Linked DNA regions of Mus musculus: region 2 is linked to region 1. The links are chromatin contacts, called in public Micro-C maps. All regions are on one chromosome and are shown on one strand. The core of a region is the stretch at or near the end of the contact, and the rest is flanking DNA. Distances in the headings are between cores, read along the strand shown.

The links. Hi-C and Micro-C count contacts between places; a contact is called where the count stands out from the background.
Region 2: a Micro-C map of the G1E-ER4 cell line shows a contact between it and region 1. The contact joins two enhancer-like sites. A contact is called at or near these places in 1 of 39 promoter capture datasets (embryonic stem cells), 2 of 15 datasets of contacts at CTCF or cohesin (pro-B cells and stem cell-derived epiblast-like cells), 63 of 484 Hi-C or Micro-C datasets (the AML12 cell line, the Ba/F3 cell line, the C10 cell line and 32 more) and 2 of 115 datasets of contacts at active chromatin or transcription factors (astrocytes and embryonic stem cells).

The regions. Positions count from the first base shown.
Region 1 is chr9:51,034,001-51,036,700 of GRCm38.p6, forward strand. No RefSeq gene overlaps it. Among named protein-coding and RNA genes, the nearest start is that of Gm32681, 11 kb to the right of the region's middle. Within about 2 kb of position 1,296, at least 6 of the 459 cell types and tissues checked have an H3K27ac peak or open chromatin away from gene starts, as enhancers often do. A contact at or near this core is called in the G1E-ER4 cell line, where this site is marked.
Region 2 is chr9:51,151,142-51,153,841 of GRCm38.p6, forward strand. It overlaps Gm32742, which reads right to left. Exons shown (of 31, transcript XM_017313740.1): 12 at 2,026-2,141; 13 at 1,262-1,381; 14 at 853-1,088; 15 at 572-693. Among named protein-coding and RNA genes, the nearest start is that of Gm32742, 16 kb to the right of the region's middle. Within about 2 kb of position 1,355, at least 20 of the 459 cell types and tissues checked have an H3K27ac peak or open chromatin away from gene starts, as enhancers often do. A contact at or near this core is called in the G1E-ER4 cell line, where this site is marked.

The sequences.
Region 1 (2,700 bases), core at 46-2,545:
GCATACATACACACAGACACAAATCTTTAAAAAAAAATCTAAAAAAATAAAACATTCAAATCAGTCTATTTCATGGAGAAACACAGGGCTTCTTAGGGAAATTATTGATTTCGTGTTGGAAATAGGAAATATACCATATTAAGTAAGCTTAGAAAATCTTGCAATACCAGAAAATCAGGAAGGTATCCAATTGGATCTAGACTTAATCACATCCAGCACCAGATTCAATATCTTTTATTTTGTAATATATGTAACAAAGAGCTTAGCTGAATTCAAAACAAACTCAGAGTTGCTGCCATTACTTCTGTTCATCTTTAACTATCTTTAGGCAATGAAGGCTTATCTAAATTGACTCCTAAATCTTTCAGACAAGACTCTAATACTTTTGGATAACTTCCCCTGCCCTTTTAAAATAGTGGGTCTCACTATTTAGCCCTAGCTGGCCTGGAACTCACGATGTAGAACAGAGTAGGCTCAAGCTCCCAGTGATCCTCCTGTGATCCTCTGCCTCTGTCTCCCAAATTCTGAGATTAAAGGGGACTGTCACTCGGCCCAGCGAACACCTGCACTATTAAACAGAAAGGCAGAACCACCATGCTTGCCACTGCCTGAGAGATGAAGTCGTACCTTTCACGTGCGCTGCTCACAACCTAATGCAAGCAATTTTATTCCTGGTTTAAAAAACGTTTTAACTTGCATCATTCTTTATTTGTGAATTGTTTCTCTCCTTCTACCACGTGGGTCATGGAGATCCATCAAAGGTCATCAGCTTTGGCAGCAAGCACCTTTCCCCACTGCGCCATCTCCTGGCCCCCATTTCTGACTTTTATGATACTGATAACTAGGTGATGACCTCACAGATATGATAACAAGCCAAGGAACTAGCTGGCTGTTCTTGGTAATATCTCGAGTTTTTCCCTACAATGCTGCTTTCTTCCTTGGAGAGTTTAGTTGTTCTGTATGCTGTCCTTTGGGAAAATAGTAAACGTAAAAATTATTGAAGACTTTGTGTTTGTTTCTCGTTTCACTCTGGGTAATTATGGAAGCTGGGTGAAAGGCGCTCTGGGTCCATTTGCTCAGGCCTAGTTTCATGTATGTTCTTAAATTCCCTTAATAAAAACTAAAACAGCAATGGGGCCTTTACAAAGTGTCTAAGAGATGTTTCCTACAGAGCTCTCCTACAAAGAGGAAGGACTTAGTCTAGTGTGGCAGTCTCCACACTTTAAAGGCTACTCCGAGGCTGTTCTCAGTTTTAAAGCCCAAGCAGCCAGTACAAATGACAAAGTTCTGCTATCTGCTGCTGAAGATCAAGGAAGGTTATCTTTTGTGGTCATGAAGCTGGAGTTTTTTTGACCTCACTAGTGAGATTAGAATCCTCCATGTCAAATGGCAATGAAAGGAACTAGAGTTTCTATATTATTTGCTGCATTTGGAGAGTATGTAAAAAATAGACTCAAAAGCCATAGCAACTGAAAAATACTTATTTTAATCAGTTCTTGAGAAGCAGATGTTGGTGTATAACTTCAGGATTGGCTTCTACAGCATCAATATTGGCAGATGCAATTCACAACAAGGTCCTACAGCTCTCTCTCCCTCCCTCTGTCCCTCCCTCCCTCCTCCCTCTCTTTCTTAATCATATATTAACTTACTTTATAAACCCTTTTGGGAAACAAAATCTGCTTCCTGGGCAATTCCTTTAGAGTTTTCTCGGCTTTGTTATCATTATTATGTATTATACGTTCCTATTAACTATAGAAAGAGACTGCTTTCAACTGCAATGCAGTCAACTACACACATTGCACCTCGTCATTTATATACTTAACAAGTACTTATTAATATACAGCACACAAAGTATTCTAGACATTCTAGAAAGGTATAAAATTGAATCAGAAATATACTCTGAACTTAGTTACTTTCAGCTCAATAAAGAAAGCTGTAGTCTAGGCATAAAGCTAAGTGCTAGCACCTCTGAACAAACTTTTTTTTTTACTTCATGTTCCTGAATTAATTAAGACAGGCAATACTGGATCTCTAGAAGACCTTACGAGGCAAACTTAAAGCTGTCTTGTTAAGGACAATACAGAGTATCCAGGCAAAGTGGAAGGAGGAAGAGTGTATGCTTAAAATAGAGTGCATCAAGGAAGCAGAGTCCTGGGTTGAGGGAGAGGCGTGGGGGAAGGGAGGTAACAGGACAAGCCTACATCTAGTTTCTTTGCTAATGCAGAGACTTGATCATTCAGTGGATTGTACTCTGGGACACCAAGTTTCAAGATTATACACAAACCAAAATAGCAACTTGTTAATCTGTAATAAAATGAATATCCTGTAGACCAGAATGCCTATATAATATGCTTCACAGTTCTGGCATCAGAATTGGAGTAAGGTGTATGATCAGCAATCTGTCTTCCAGCCTCTTGTCTGCATCTCTGCAGCATGGTCAGAGACCTGGGTCTACGATTTCCAGTCTCTTGTCTACATCTCTGCAATATGGATTGAATTACTCGGGGGACAGGCTAAACTTGAAGGCTTTGTTTCCTGGAGGTACACACTGATTACCATATTTCTCCTTTGGCTGTTTTCAATGCCATTTGATTTTGATTGTTACTTTTCATTTTCAGATATTTAGCGGATCACTAAGTCCTACTAATTCTGCTTTCTTAATGTGTTGTTAGTCTATTTATTTCTTTAAATTTTCTTTTT
Region 2 (2,700 bases), core at 105-2,604, 120 kb after region 1:
CTCCCAAGGATGATGCTCCCAAGAATGGTGCTCCCCAGGGTAGTGCTCCCCAGGATAGAGACTTTTTAATTTTTTTTTTTTTTGAGTTGAGCACAGAGCATCACCATTGCAATGTCCAGTATCCTCAGATTACAGGCTAGGTAAAGGTCCTTTGGGGGAAAGTTTTGTGGGTACTGAGGTGGGGCTGAGAACTTCTAGAACTTGCTCTGCCTTTAACGGATATCTTTTCAAGGCAAACCCAGCATTTTCCAAACCTGACTGTTCACATTTATCTGCTAGGCTTTTATTTTCAAGAAGTGTCATATGGTTTGCAAATCTGTCATTTGTGATGCCTTCCTTCCTCATCCTCCCTGTTTCTGAGCTCCCCTCATCTTTTGTGTGGGGCCATTGAACAGGAACTCCCTCCTGTTCCCAGGGTTCCTCGCGTCCTTCCCCTTCCACTTCTGCCTCTGCAGGTGTTTTAGGGGAAGGACTTAGGTCTTTGAGGTGCCTAACGTCCTGAATGCAGGGATTTAGTTTCAACATACGGACTAAGTTCCCATAGGTCCTTGATGAGGCCATCAGTGCTTACCTGCCTGTAGCAGCTCCGCCCCTGTTCCAGTGTCCAGGAAACCCCAAGCCTTCAAGCGGTGACCTTCTTGCAGCATGGCCTGGGACAAGCGGCCCAGCAGAGTGTCCAGCCGAGAATCCACCCTGCAGAGACACATATGGCATGCCGGTCAGAGTGCAGAGACAATGAGAGATGGAAAAAGGACACTTAACGTCGCTACTGCTGGAACTCTGTGAAGCCATCCATACTCTCTTTCCCTGGTTTGCATTCCACCCTCTGATTCAGGCTAACCAGGTACATACTCTCCAGGGCTTTGCCCAGGCTGTGGGGACGTCTCTGGGCTAGAGCTTGCAGATGCCTTCAGCAGCCACCGAGCTTCCATCAACGCTGAGTAGAAAGAGGCCCACTGGTCCTGCCTGGCACAGAGGTCTTGGTGAAGGAGCTCCAGTTGGTGAGCAAGGCTTGCTGCATACTCGCCCACCAGGCTTCGCCTCTGCCTAGACTCTTCCTCTGCAGCCATGGCAACTGCCTTAGCGGCCTGGGTCAAAGACACATTGCCCCTTTTACCTGTAGGGCTCCAAGCACCAGGGCTGGTGGGGTGGGGACGGGGGGCGGGGGCAGGGAGGAGGGACGGGGTGGGGAGGGGACAGGGCTTGGGGACTGTGAGAGGGCACAGAGGCTGGGTGGGAAGGTGCAAATTCAAAGTCCAACCTCTTGTTGCTTTCTCTGGATTAGAATCTGGTTAGTGGAAGCTGAGGTGCCACGCTGAGCACCCCACAGCTGCCGGAGAGAACCAGCTTCATTCAGAAGTTTGCGGTAGAGGACTTTGAGCTGAGAGAGAGGAATTAGTCAGTCTTGACTACCACCCAAGAGCCACCAGCTTTTTACTGTAAGCTTAGAGCGCCCTCTACTGCCAATATCTGGAGAGATGGCAGAGAACCGGCTTCTGAGGACACTTGGAAGAAATGGATAAAACTGGCAAGAATAAAGTTCTCCCCTCAAGTCAATGCTGGGGATCAAACCTCATGCATACAACACGCCAGGCGGATGCTGTCACTGAGATATATCTCCAGCTCCTGGCCAGTTTGGATACTTAGACTTCTAATGTATTGACTTATTTCCAATGTCTGTCACTGAAGACCAGGGATAGGAATCTAAGGCCTATTTGGCTTTGCCTGCCTGCCTGCCTGCCTGCCTGCCTGCCTGCCTGCCTGCCTGCCTGCCTCCCTCCCTCCCTCCCTCCCTCCCTCCCTCCCTCCCTCCCTCCCTCCCTCCCTCCCTTCCTTGTCAATTAGTCTATACGTTTCTTAATATCAGTCCTAATTAATCTGAAATTTTCTATCTTTCCTTTGCCCCGGAGTTCTTTAGGCTCCATCCCACGTCCCATTCATCCCCCCTCCCCCATTGCATCCACTTCCAGCCCTGCTTGTCTCTGCTGGCCATGAACAGAAGCACCTTTTGGGCCTTCCAGTTACCTCCTTGTTGATTTGGCTGAGACTGGCCGTCACTGTCAGAGACTGCCGATGCAGTATCCCAAAGAAGACCTCTGTGTCAAACCATTCTAGGTCTACCTGGTCCTCCCAGGTCCCACCTGTGCGAGGGATGGGCGTATGATTAGCGTCCCCACACGCAGATCTAGACACACCTTCAACGTATCTTCTTCCAGGTTCTCAGCAGATTCAGTCTGTCTCCTAAAGGCATGATGCTTGCATGGACCACAAGTGTTTCTGAGAAACTTGACCGGAATGCAGAACGCTGTGCCTGACCCCTGCCTTGTGGAGTCAGAAGACCATGGACCTCCCTCCCCACTGCTGCAAAGCCTTATGCATACTGAAGTTCTAGAGGCACAACTTAAACCCAACCCTGCTCTCTGACTGAACTTTGAGTGGCAACAGTTGGAAGGGGAGCTTCAGCAGGATGTACAATACGATCTGCAATTTGCCCCTCGGTGGTGGAACAACATAACTTGTAAGAATATAACACACCCTCCATGCTGACAGTAAAGAAAGCACTGAGTACGCAGAGACATGGAGGCAGCCTGGGTCCAACTAGCCTTCTCTCCAAGAAAAGACCCAGTCGACTATCTCACACCCACATTTGCATATCTCTGGCCTCTGTCTTATAGTCTATAAACTGTCCTGGTGGATAGA